Regions from separate parts of the Triticum aestivum genome. Here regions 2 and 3 are each linked to region 1. A link is a contact called in public Hi-C data. All regions are on one chromosome and are shown on one strand. Each heading gives the region's core, a stretch centred on a gene start, on an enhancer-like site or on the middle of the called end of the contact. The rest is flanking DNA. Distances are from core to core; before and after follow the strand shown. Region 1 has its middle 55 kb from the start of LOC123044280. Region 2 holds the start of LOC123044279 (phosphatidylinositol glycan anchor biosynthesis class U protein). Region 3 holds the start of LOC123044281 (LRR receptor-like serine/threonine-protein kinase RPK2).

The links. Hi-C and Micro-C count contacts between places; a contact is called where the count stands out from the background.
Region 2: a contact with region 1 is called in a Hi-C map of leaf, with 2.5 times the contacts expected there. The contact joins the promoter of LOC123044279 here to the enhancer-like site in region 1. A contact is called at or near these places in 2 of 5 Hi-C or Micro-C datasets (both in leaf) and 1 of 1 datasets of contacts at active chromatin or transcription factors (leaf).
Region 3: a Hi-C map of leaf shows a contact between it and region 1, with 3 times the contacts expected there. The contact joins the promoter of LOC123044281 here to the enhancer-like site in region 1. A contact is called at or near these places in 2 of 5 Hi-C or Micro-C datasets (both in leaf).

The regions. Positions count from the first base shown.
Region 1 is chr2B:190,580,445-190,584,454 of IWGSC CS RefSeq v2.1, reverse strand. No RefSeq gene overlaps it. Among protein-coding and RNA genes, the nearest start is that of LOC123044280, 55 kb to the left of the region's middle. Within about 2 kb of position 2,739, at least 8 of the 8 cell types and tissues checked have an H3K27ac peak or open chromatin away from gene starts, as enhancers often do. A contact at or near this core is called in leaf, where this site is marked.
Region 2 is chr2B:190,422,503-190,426,974 of IWGSC CS RefSeq v2.1, reverse strand. LOC123044279 (phosphatidylinositol glycan anchor biosynthesis class U protein) reads right to left here and starts at 3,206. Exons shown (of 15, transcript XM_044466983.1): 1 at 3,006-3,206; 2 at 1,304-1,457; 3 at 1,163-1,210; 4 at 703-763; 5 at 544-576; 6 at 177-301. The coding sequence starts at 1,436.
Region 3 is chr2B:190,777,866-190,782,275 of IWGSC CS RefSeq v2.1, reverse strand. It overlaps LOC123044281 (LRR receptor-like serine/threonine-protein kinase RPK2), which reads left to right and starts at 3,022. Exons shown (of 1, transcript XM_044466986.1): 1 at 3,022-4,410. The coding sequence starts at 3,087.

The DNA of each region.
Region 1 (4,010 bases), core at 1,490-3,989:
GATATGATGGGTGGAAGGATCGAGATGGACCTTAAGAGGGTGAATAGGTATAATTACAAAAAAATTTAATCACTACTTAGCAATTTTAGGCAATTATGCGGAATATGAAAGTTGGCCTCACAATTGCAAAGGTGGTTCTACTGCTAGCAATATACTAAACAACAACTAGGAGGACGGGCAACCACAATTTGATATAACAAGTAAAGATAAGGAGACAAGTAAACCATAAGTAATAAGCTAGGGTTAGGGATAACCGAAACTCCGGAGGCGATGATGTGTCCTGACATTCACTTTCTTGGAGGGAAGCTATTCACCGTTGGAGGGACGGGTGTTACCACGACGGCACACTTACACCATGAAGGCTCACCCTATTCTCCTTGAGATATCACCACGAACGCGATCCTCAACCACTAGTGGTAGACCTTGAGGCAACCTCCAAAACTTCACAAACTTTTTTGGGGTAATCAGAACAACCGATTCCTCTCCAAAGAACTCCTACCACCTAGGAGTCTCCAAGCTCCAAGAATAACAAAACCAAGGGGAAATTCTCAAGACTTGCTCAAATCATGATTTTCTTTAGTCAAAAGAAGGAGATGGAGTGGATATATCACCTGGTGGAATTTCTCTCAAAAACCCTCACAAATCTTTTCGGGATCTAAGATTGAGTATGGGAATTGGGTGTGGGAGAGATTAAGAGGGAGCACTTGTGTTCTTGGAGACAAATTAGAGCATAGTGGTCAACCCTCTAACAATGCGGTAGGCGGGTATATATAGCTCCTTCAGAAAGGTGTTGTTTAAGTTAGGAGCCCGACCGTTTGGATAAGAACCCGCATGATCCGGCTAGGAATCCAGATGGTCCAACTAAGTCAACCGTTGGCAGTTGAGCTAATATAGTCAGGTGATGTTGGTCCTTTGTGTTTGTCCGGGCAGGACATCAGGGGGAAGACCGAACGTCCGAGAAGGTACCTAGACCATCCGGCTTTGTGCAAACTATAATGTGGTAGATCATAGGCTGATCGGACGTCTGGGGCCTAGTCTGGGACATTTGGGCGAGCCTAGAAAGGTATGTTATCTTAGTATCCATCCGGGCAAAGGCCGTATTATCCGGGGAGATGCCTGGACAATCCACATTAAGAGAAAACCTTCTGTTGCTCCAGGTGGTCTAGTCGGACGAGTCCGAGACGCAGTCCGTACGATTCAGGCAAAGCTTAGATGATCCAGGTAGCAACCTGGACGATCCGACTGTTGAGCTGAGGATGGTCATTTTGGTGGTAGGATTTGGCTTAGACACTTTTGGGGCTGTGTATGTGTAGGTTGTGCATGGAAAGATATTGACTTGAGCAAATCTTCAACGAACCCCTTTGAGCCCCTCTTAATAGTGCATGATCCCTATAACTCAAGATACAGAAGAAGGTGTGCTTCTTTTTGAGTCATATATATCCTGGTAGGTCCATGATCCCTACACAATGATGCCAAAGGGACTAATATCATTAACATCAAAACAAGATTAAGGGTATGATTACACTCTCAATGGGATCTGGTGATTGTGGAGGCGTTTGTTTCATGTTTCTTCAGCCAACCGAGGAGGGCAAGGTGCACTTGTTTCCATCCTCCTAGAGTCCATCATCGTGTCGGAGATTGGGTGCTGATGTCTAATCCAAAGCACATGTTGCTGCTCTATCACACACTTCTTTTGAGCGGTGTTTTGTAGCATCTCTGGTTGCTCCGATGCTGACTGTTTTGGCCGAATGGCAACTGTTTTCCTCCCGGCCAATATACCGAAAGGAAGGCCATGTGTGGTTGTGACTCAACGTTTGTTTCTTCTTCGTGTGGCTTATGTTGGCGACGGACCGACGGCGAGCCCCCAATCCAAATGGTTATGTCCTTGGCGATGGCGAGCTCCATAAGGTGTGAGAACCATGTTGATGACTTCGAGTTTTTTTTTTGGCAAAGTATTTGGACCGAGTTGGAATTTTGCAACTGCAATGCAATATCTATAAGACTGTTCGGGTCCTTCGTGATCCGTCTCTTGTTAAACAAGCACATTTTGGAGCAAAGCAAGAATAACTCTTATCTCATGATAATTTTATTGATGTATGTTGAAAAATGGAAGATTTTTATGTTCCAATAGTATATACTATATCAAGTTTAGCATGAACCAGCACGACGTTATCCGAAAATCCACGAATTTGTGCGTGAACCATTCATGCCACAGACAAGAGCCCCACGGTACCAGGTAGTATTTCCTACGGCACCAATCGAGTGCATTAACATACTGCGTTAAAAGAAACACGGCGCCAATCCAGTAACCTCGTTCGTTTCTCCCAGCTCGAAGCCGCCAAGCCGAGCCACACCCAGATCAAAAAGCATCCCCGAGCCGGCTCGCGTCGGCTCGGCTGGAGGCCCCACGCGATGAGGGTAGCTCTCCGCGACCCTGTAGGGGCACCCAGCAGGCAGCAACTGGCACCCAACAAACAGCCGCTGCAACTTGCCGCGCCCCGCGGGTCCCACCCCCGAGGGCCTACGCCACAGCGACACGTCGCCCCCCGCGCATCCGTCCGCTTTTAAAGCCCGCGGGCGGGCGGGCGGTACGGGTACGTGTGCGTGAGGCCGCCGCATCGCGCGCCACGTGCGGCCTCCCTCCTCCCCCGTGGGTCCCACGACAGCTCACCGCCCCACACGCAGGCCAGCTTTGCCGTCGCGCCCCTCCCTTTTCGTTCCTCGAGACCCGTCCGCGGCCAGTGACACGCGGGGCCACGCGGATCCCGGGCCCGGCGGTTGGCGCCACGCATGCGGTACGAGGCCTGTGGGTGATTCTGCGGTGAGGTAAGCGCGCAGGTGGGGTGTTGTCGCGGGGTCTGCGGTGGGCGGACACGTCACCCCCGGGTGGGGGCGACGGCGACGTACCGGCGCGGAGATCCACGTGTCGGGGGAAAGGCCCGGAGGGGGCGAACGGACGGCGGAGATGGGCGCCTGCCTGTCCTCCTTGGTGGGGCCAACCGCCCACAAGTGGATGGCGGATAGCGTTTGCTTGTGGTCTTCCGGTGGGAGGGTCAGGGATCCTCTGCGGCCAGCCGGCTGTGTGTATGGCGGGAAGAGTTGCCTGGGTGGGCGACAGACAGATAGTCGTATGAGGTCCCGTCCTCCATGTGTAAACCTCTGGGTTCTCTGTAGTTATCTCTTTCCTGGATTCCATCTGTGTAGCTCAACACGTACTTGTTTGTAATCATGCTACTGGAACAGCTCAACACGTACTTGACAGTTAAATGAGCTCAGTCAATTTTTCCGGTGTTCTTTATGTTCTTCAGCTTGACTAATGTACATTCGGCATCAGTCGATGCCGCGCAGGTATACAGATGATTTCGAATACACTGTCCCTGCAGTGCTGCAATAACAAGGTGAAAATGCAGACAGTACTGAACAGACACACGCTCATCTCTACAACAGTATACAGATGATCTCAACCGTAATAAGGACGCTTAGCTCAAGCAGCTAGGCAGAAAGTATAGCCAGCCAAGATGTGTCTCTGAAGAACAGTCTAAAGCATCCGTGCTCACAAATGATCCGTCGAAACCCGGCACGCAGCCATCAGAGCTGACCAGCGACTAGCCAATAATTGCCGGACCTCGACGGAGAGCCACAGCCACACGCGGCTCGTTCGCAGGGGATCCGGCAAATCCGCGAGGCGGGGAGCAGGATCTTGGGGATATCGATTTTGTACGATGTTCGCCACAGAAAAAAGGTGAAAGGAAGAAGAAAAAAACGGCGATCGGACGCTGTCAGATTCAAACCCTAATAATCTACTCCGCGTCCTCCCGTCTCCGCTCGTTGCACGGCGCCAAGTTGCGTTCGACCTTGCGCTTTCAAAGTAGTGGTTAGGCTGCTGATATTATTGTTAGCAGCAGTAGTACATGCTAATGCTGATGCCTTTTTTAAGAATGCAGTAAGTGCTAATCTCTGAACAAAGATTCGGCTTAGCTAGTGCGAAGTTTTCTTGCCAACTCTAACAA
Region 2 (4,472 bases), core at 1,957-4,456, 160 kb after region 1:
AAACATCTCTACGACTTCACTTCCGGAGCTGTACGTCACAAGTACAAAAAATCAAAACTTTCTGATCGTTGGTACTTGGGAAAATAAGTAGAAAGTGGTGCCAAACAAAAGGCAAATTTAGCTCAAGATTCAATAAAGCACATCTCAAGTATATAACATTAACTAGTATGACTCACCAGAATTGTTCACTGATTTTGTGAGGTCAAGAGACTTCAAACTTCTGTTACGTGCCATTTGGAGTGAACGCCCAGTTGATCGAATGAGCATAGCAGCTATAAAATCTACAGCCACAAAAACCAAACTGTGTTGTGCATTCATGAGTGTAATATTACATGACTGCCAGCAAAATGCAAAAGTCGTGGAAATGTTCATGGTTACATTTTTTTTCCGTTTCAGTGATACCATGGGCAAGATAAAGAACATAAAAAGTAAAGCCTGAGAAAACTGATTTTCTTCTATGAAAATCAGGTATACTTGAACAAGTTATCAATCTTAGACAAACATATACTGGTTTAAACGAAAAGTACATAGCAACTTATTTACCTGCAATATATATGAGAATGGTGTCCACCTGACCTGTGACATCATGGAGTGTTAGAATGCTAACATTTCATATGGTAATCTGATCAAATGAAGAGACATAGCAACAGTGGTGATATCAAAGAAATGATCAAAGAAGCATCAAAACGAAGGACCAATCACCTTTTGCTGGTTAGCGGACCAAGAACTGATAAAAGCAAAGGGGAACCATGATACATCAAACCTGAAAAACAGATCATTCAACAGGCTGGACCATCATTTACAAGTTCACACTGTTAACACGTCAACATTACAAAGAGCAAAATATCATGGCTAATTGCTAAGATTTATGATGTAATCACAAGAAGCATCTAGGCCTCTGATTCTAAGTAGGAGTCATTCAGTTATATCATATTTCATCCGTCAGGAGTTATCAGTAGTTCATTACAGATGTGAACATGAAATAGCGCCTATCAGTACTCAATACAAACACAGCAAGCATTTTAAAAATTGCTCTGTAGTTCCTAATAATACCACCTCCCACCCGACTATCCTGGCCTCAAAATTTTGCTCATTCTGATGCAAATGTGAAGTGCTACTAAAAGTTGGCAAAGCGAGCAAAGAGGCGAGGTGCGTAACGTACCGGAATAGGGTGACATGGACGCTTGCTTCAGCCAGTATCCTTCTGCCACTGCAACATACACAGGAGGCAAACGAGAATGCCGACATCACAAAAGGGATGGGGTTTGCAGGGGAAGGACTGAGAGCAAGGAGGTGTGCTTACGGCGGCGGAGGGACGTGAGGGGGGTGGAGACCTCCGGGCGGGAGGCAAGGTGGAGGTCTCCGCCGAAGAGCACCAGAACGAGGCGGAACCCGACGGCCGCGACAGCCATCGACCAGTAGTGTCGGATCGCCATTGCCGCTGATCAGTGGCGGATCTAGGATTTGCAAATATGACATGTTAACATACTAATTATAATTTACCAATAGCACTATCATAATCCACCTGATTGGACACAGCAAATTCTGTGTTAAATCATAATTCACCTGATTGGACACAGCGAAAATTTGCATTCTACTCCCTCCGTTCCCAAATACTTGTCTTTCTAGGCATTTCAAATGGACTCAACATGCGGATGTATGTAGACATATTTTAAAGTGTAGATTCACTCATTTTGCACCGTATGTAGTCACTTGTTGAAATCTCTAGAAAGACAAATATTTAGGAATAGAGGGAGTAGTAGTTTTCTTCACTGGTACGTTAAATAAGGAGTTTCGTTTCGTACTTACACAATTTAAAACGATTGTTATGGAGAGAATAAGAAAACCACTCCACTATATATTAGTCGTATACACGAGTACTATATGGACGCAGCTTCATTGACTTAGTGCACCTGCCTTTGGGCGTCCGGCAGCCGCCCATTCCGCACTCGGCAGCAGTCCTGCCCTGCGGCCGGCGGTGTGCAGTTGCAGGGGCCAGCCGATTTGAGGTACCTTTTCTCCATTCCCCATGTTTTGGTTAGTCTCATTACGAATTTAAGGTTTATATTCATGGATTATCAGGTGGATTATGACAGTGCTATCTGCCACGTACATTAACACATACACATAACTTTGCACATAATTTCTTGTGTCCAATTATGTCATCATGATTGATACTTTTTTTTGAGGGAATCATAATTGATACTAGAATGTAATTCTAGCCCTTGTAGTTATTGTGGCCATATAGGCACACAAAACAGCAACCAAACCAGCAGCTTGCACTATCAGCGAATCTCGGGTCTTGCCGTTGTCATCCATCTATATAAATTCAGCACATATTTATAAATTAATAAAGGCATGGGAACTGATAATATTGACATTATTTGCATCATCAAAACAAAATAAATACATGAACACATTGTTCAGGAAGTTAACTCACATAGATCTATGATAATCAAAAAAATTAGCTCACAAATATATGCACTTTTCTTTCCTACCTACTGATTCCTTCTAATTTCCACAAGTTAGCTCACACAGATCCATGATAATCAAAAAAATTACTAGCCCAATAGCTCACATAGATGCATGCTAATCACACAGATCTAGGAGAGGAGGTTCAGGACACGGCCTGTACATGCTAATCCCATGCATGTGCATCCCGGTAGTGGGTTGCATCTGCGTGGAGGGCAGGGGTGAACGCGTGAGCACGCGCATGTGTGCGTGTGGGTGCCGTGCCTGTACATGAGCGAGGGGAGCAGCTCCCATGGCCACGGCGGCCATGGCTGGGAGCTCGGCTCCGACCTAAACACGCCCGCGCCGGCCACGGCGGCCATGGCCGGGAGCTCGGCTCCGGCCAAAACGCGTGCAGGGAACGGCAGCACTCCGCCTAGCCGCCTGCTCACATCCGCATCGGTAGAAGCAGCAGCGCAAGGGCAGAGAGAGATGAGAGGGATCCGAGAGGGATGGGGACAGATGGAAGAGGGATGGGAGGAGGAGAGTCCAACCTCTGCGCGGAGAGGATGCGCGCCGGCGAGTGCCCACGAGGCGACGGGGCGGCGAGATCCGTTCGCAGGAGAGAGGAGAGGGGTGGGGAGAGCGGCGCGAATGCGGGTGTGAATCGATAGGGAGAGAAACCCTAGCCCTCTTCGCTCGCGTGGGTGCAGGCGCGGATGCAAACTCGCGGAAACGGCCGAAACTTGCGTGCGAGCTCAGCCTGGCTGGGGGGCCTATTTTGCATCAGTCGGGCCTGGCCCAAAACGACGCACAGCCTACCAAACGTTGCGAAAATTGCACGGTGAGTGCAATGCAGGTGCGAGGCAAGAAACCAAACACGCCCTTAGTAAACGAGCCAGCCCGTGGCACGTTTTAGCACGTTGGGTCGTGTGATTTTTAGCTTTTAAGGTCATACTAGTAAAAGGGCCCGTGTGTTGCAACAGAAAGAAAAATTATAATCTTCAATGGTCATGACCACATTTTGCTGCATCACCGAGATATCACTCTAAATTTCGTTAAATCATGAACAATTTTTACATCATAAAGATTTTTTAAAACTAATGAACATATTTGAAATCATGAACATTTTTCAAATTCGTGAACACATTTACAAATTTTCAAAAAAATCTAAAATCAAGACCATTTTTGAATTCATGAATATTTAATACTATTTACAAATATATTTTTATAATTGTGAAATTTTTAAAAACAATTTTCTTGAATCGGCGAACATTTCTAGAATTGACGAACCGTTTTTTGGAAATTGGTGGAACGTTTTTGTAATTCATGAATTATTATTTTTTGAATTAACGAACATTTTTTGAAATGCATGATCCTTTTTCTAATCAGCAAACACTTCATGAAAGTATAATCTATTTTGTAAGTCACGAACAACTTTTGAATTTTTAGGATACTTTTCCATTCATGAACATTTTTTGAATTGGCGAAATTTTGTTCAATTTCATTAATATTTTTTCATACATGAACTTTACAAAAATCATGAACATCTTTTGATTCTCGAACATTTGTTTTCTAAATTTTGAACATTTTTCAAATAAGCAAATATTTTTTTCAATCCACAAGTTTTTTATGATTTATTAAACATTTTATTTTTAAATTCCCATTTTTAAAAAATCAGATTTTTTTTTCAAATACCAAATTATTTAAAGTAGAAACATACGAAAACAGAAAAGAAAAAGGAAAAAAAATGAAAAAAGGCCGCCCGGACATGGGGCGGCCCAAACGGACGTGTTGCGTCTTCTCCCAACACGCAGAGCGCAGTATAGGAGATCCCTACTACATGGGCCGGCACAGATGAGGGATTCTCCTGTGTAAAATGTTTTTTGTCACTTATAGATGGCATTGGTGGGTAATATTTTGTAACTTTGGGGGGCAATTTTCATGACGTACCGCCAGAAGCAATAACCCTTTTATTATTCGGTATAGATATGTGGGCCCCTGTTGCCAGCCTCTATGCC
Region 3 (4,410 bases), core at 1,773-4,272, 200 kb before region 1:
TAGTACTCCCTCCGCTCATTTTTGTAAGTCATTTTAAACAGCTTAAAATGTGATGTTTTGTACATTGTCTGAAATATCGTCAAGATTTTATAAAAATAAACAGAGGAAGTAGTATTATTAATCCATTCTTCCTCGGCTGATCGGCCGGCCTAGCACGCGCGCATGAAAATGCAGCGCGGCCGGAAAAGGCTGGCGGAGGCGGCCGCCAGAGCTTTTTCCTCGGAGCCGACTCAGCTCCATGCCCCGTCGGCGTCACCCTCGCTCGAAAAATCTATTCCTAGCGCGCAAAACACGCCGGATCCACGCCATACCACGCCACCCAGTCATCACCACCGCGCACCGCACTCTTTCTCTCTCTCTCTCTCTCTCCTTAGGCCCCGTTTGGATTGTCGTGTTCTTCTCAAATACACCCGTAAAGAATACAAGTCTCAGCTCGTCGTTTCATTTCCGCCCCAGATTTGCTAAGCGGCCGGTAAGATACAGGTGTAAAATATACACCTCCGTATTTGAATACAACCAATCCAAGCGCGGCCTTATCTGTCCCCGCGCGTGCTCCACTACCGGTGCCGGAGCCGCAGCTTTGACTGCCCATCGCCGCCGTTGACTGGCCCCAGGCCCCACGTCTCCACTCAGAGAGCCACCGGAAACCACCAACCCAGCCCACTGCCTGCCGGCCCTGCGGCCCCACGGCCCCCCGTACGCGAGGTGGCGGGCTCTCGGCCCCCGTCGCTTTCGGAGCTCCGAGCCCCTCGGCGCGGAAAGCAACGGGGTGGGAGGGGCCGCACCAGCGAGGAGCGGAGCGCGTGCGCGCATCGGTCGGGGTAGGCAGCGACGTAGCCACGTTCGGACACGGCCGTGGCGGCAGACGGGCGGTAGATCGAACGGGCGCGTGCGTGCGAGAGGTTGGCGCGGGAGGCGACGGTGAGGAAGCACCGGCCGGCGTGGGACGGGGACGAAAGGCAAGGAAACGGAAAGCCGACGGATCCGCTTTGCGACTGGCTTTGGCAAGTTTTGCGGCTGGCTACACAAGTACATGCACGCGGTGTTTCACGGATATTTTTAAATTTCACGAACATTTGTGAAGCCTGTGAACATTTTAAAATCCGCAAAACTTTTTCAAATGCATGAAGATTGTTTGAAACCATGGATATTTTCACAATTCACAGACAGTTTATAAAAAGGCGTGTATTTTTAATTCACAACATTTTATGAAATCCCAAGGTTCTTTAAAACACGTAAATTTCTTCTCTAATCTCTAATGCTACTTCTGTATCAAAATATAAGACGTTTTAAATTAAACTACAAAGACGTCTTACATTTTGGTCCGGAAGGAGTACTACCTAAATACTCCGTAAATTAATATAAGATTTTTTAATCACTAAATAAGATATTTTTTAGTTACTAATTAGTGACCTGTAAAGAGTTTTATATTAGTTTATTATATACTACTTGAACAAGACATAAGGTTTTCTTTCCTGCCAAAATATTTCATTCAACCTTACGTACGTCCTTCCTTGCTTTCTTATTTTGATTTTCTCCTCCTATCTCGTTTTCTCCCACCGATTTTTCTTAAAAACCCTTTAACTTTGATAAGATAATATGTGATTAGAAAATAAAATACTAAAATTAGTTAGGTAAATCACGAGCATGATTTGACAAATATTTATTAATATGCTAGCCAGCGATTTTCTATCCATATTGATATGATTATGTATACATATGTGTGTGTATATAGACACACACACTAAGAACTGTGAAACATATGTCTATCACTAAGGCTGGTCATAGTGGGGAGTAATTTAGACTAGTAACATGCATATGTTAGTAGTCTATGTTACTACCTCTATAATGGGTAGTAACATATGTGTAGTGTCATGCATCACCTTATTTATTATTTTGTAGACTCATTGCATTGGGAACCGCTATGTGATGGTAACATATTATGTTACTCTATTTGCCTCTCTCTTCATTAATTATCTGACACATCATCTTTTTTGCTTATGTGGCATGTATATTACTACCTAAGTTACCCCCACTATGGCTAGCCTAAGAACCGTGAACGAGTTTTCCCGTAGCAATGATTGGTGATAGCACTTAAAACAACGGACTCCCTAGTTTGTCTATATCATTCTCCGAGGCATTAAGACCCTATCAATGGGTCACCACATGTCTTCACTAATACTAATAAATATCTCATGTCTTCTTATTCTCTCTCATATGCTTTTCGTCTTGGTGGCTACCACACCCACTATACTACATGCCGGCATGGACACATCCAAGTATCATTGTCGATAATGCACAACTTTGCCACTTCGCCTGTGCACCCCTCTATACCACGGGGCCACGACGCCCCCCTACACACCAACACACACAAGCCATTGTTGTTGGCAATCCCTTTTAGCCTCCTCACATGATATTCAGTCACCATTTTCTTTTTTCAAAAATGCCTTGAATATTGATTCTCAAATTCATGATATTGTGACCCTAAAAAACTACTCCCTCCGTTCCAAAATAGATGACCCAACTTTGTACTAAGTTAGTACAAAGTTGGGTCATCTATTTTGGAACGGAGGGAGTATGTGTTTTGCGAGGTCCGAATAAATCATGTTAATGTGGAGTAACTGGGAACCCACTGTTTGTTTACACTAACTGAAAACTCACTTAGCCCAAAATAACAAGCAATTATTTTTTTGACAGGAATAAGTCTCACTATTAATCCCCTAAAAGAAAGTCTCATTAAACAAACGGCAATGCTACACGTACAAACGATTTACAGGCTTTTACAGGATGATTAACCTTGATTGATCAATAGGTGAGCGGGGCAGCCCACGCCCCTGAAAATCAAGAGGGAAAAGGTTTGTGATTGGTTGTTAGATGAAAGGAGCGTGTAAAAGCATGTAAGTCTTTGTATGTCTAGCATTTTTGTTAAACAAAAGCCCGGGGCCAAGCAGCCAAAATGGGTAACCAGAGTCAATGGGACAGCCAACCAGGGTCTCCCTCCCTGGCAAGTGCCAACCACACTCGCCCCACACGGTCGCACCGTGCTAGTGCCAGTGCTACTGTGCGGCTGCGCCCAGCTCGCCCACATGCCCCGAGCTTCCAACCCAAGCAAACCCCACGCCACCCCCACCACCCGACGGCTCGCGACGCGGAGCTCCGCCCCAGCCGAGGTCCCCGCCGCCGTGCTCCCGCACCGGGTCCCGGGCCTCCCCCACTGTCTCACTCCATTGCGACGGCGGCACCCGCCGCCGCCGCGTCCCATGGCCACCATGCTTTCCCAAACCCTACACATGCTGCTGCTGCTGCTCGTCACGGCCGTTCGCGCGTCTGGCGGCGGCGGCGGCGAGCGGGGGTCCCTGCTCAGGTTCAAGGCGGCCGTGACCGCCGACCCGGGCGGGCTCCTCCGCGACTGGTCCCCGGCGTCGGCCGACCACTGCCTCTGGCCGGGCGTGTCCTGCGGCGCGTCCGGCGAGGTCGTGGCGCTCAACGTCTCCTCCTCCCCCGGCCGCCGCCTGGCGGGCGCGCTCTCCCCGTCCGTCGCGGCGCTGCGCGGCCTCCGCGTGCTCGCGCTCCCCTCCCACGCGCTCTCGGGCTCGCTCCCCGCCGCGATCTGGTCGCTGCGCCGCCTCCTCGTGCTCGACCTCTCCGGCAACCGCCTCCAGGGCGAGATCCCGCCGTCGCTCGCCTGCGCCGCGCTGCAGACGCTGGACCTCGCCTACAACCAGCTCAACGGCTCCGTGCCCGCCGCGCTCGGCTCGCTCTTGGTGCTGCGGCGCCTCTCGCTTGCATCCAACCGCCTGGGCGGCGCCATCCCGGACGAACTGGGCGGTGCCGGCTGCCGCAGCCTGCAGTTCCTCGATCTCTCCGGGAACCTCCTCGTCGGCGGCATCCCCCGGAGCTTGGGGAACTGCAGCAAGCTGGAGGCGCTCTTGCTCTCCTCCAACCTGCTGGATGACGTCATCCCGCCGGAGATCGGACGCCTCAGCAATTTGCGTGCTTTGGATGTGTCGAGGAACAGTCTGAGCGGCCCTGTGCCAGCGGAGCTCGGTGGTTGTGTTGAAATTTCAGTGCTAGTGCTGTCCAACCCTTATGCGCTGGTTGGTGGTTTGAATGCATCGGATGGTGAGGATGTTGAGGACTTCAACTATTTCGAGGGAGGGATTCCGGATGTTGTTGCTGCGTTGCCGAAGCTGAGGGTGTTATGGGCGCCAAGGGCTACGCTGGAGGGGGAGTTGCCGGGGAACTGGACTTCTTGCCATAGCTTGGAGATGATGAACTTGGGAGAGAATCTAATCTCTGGTGGAATTCCTAAAGGGCTGTTGGACTGCAAGCATCTTAAGTTCCTGAATTTGAGCTCGAACAAGTTAACAGGTTCAGTTGACGCATCACTTCCTGTGCCCTGCATGGATG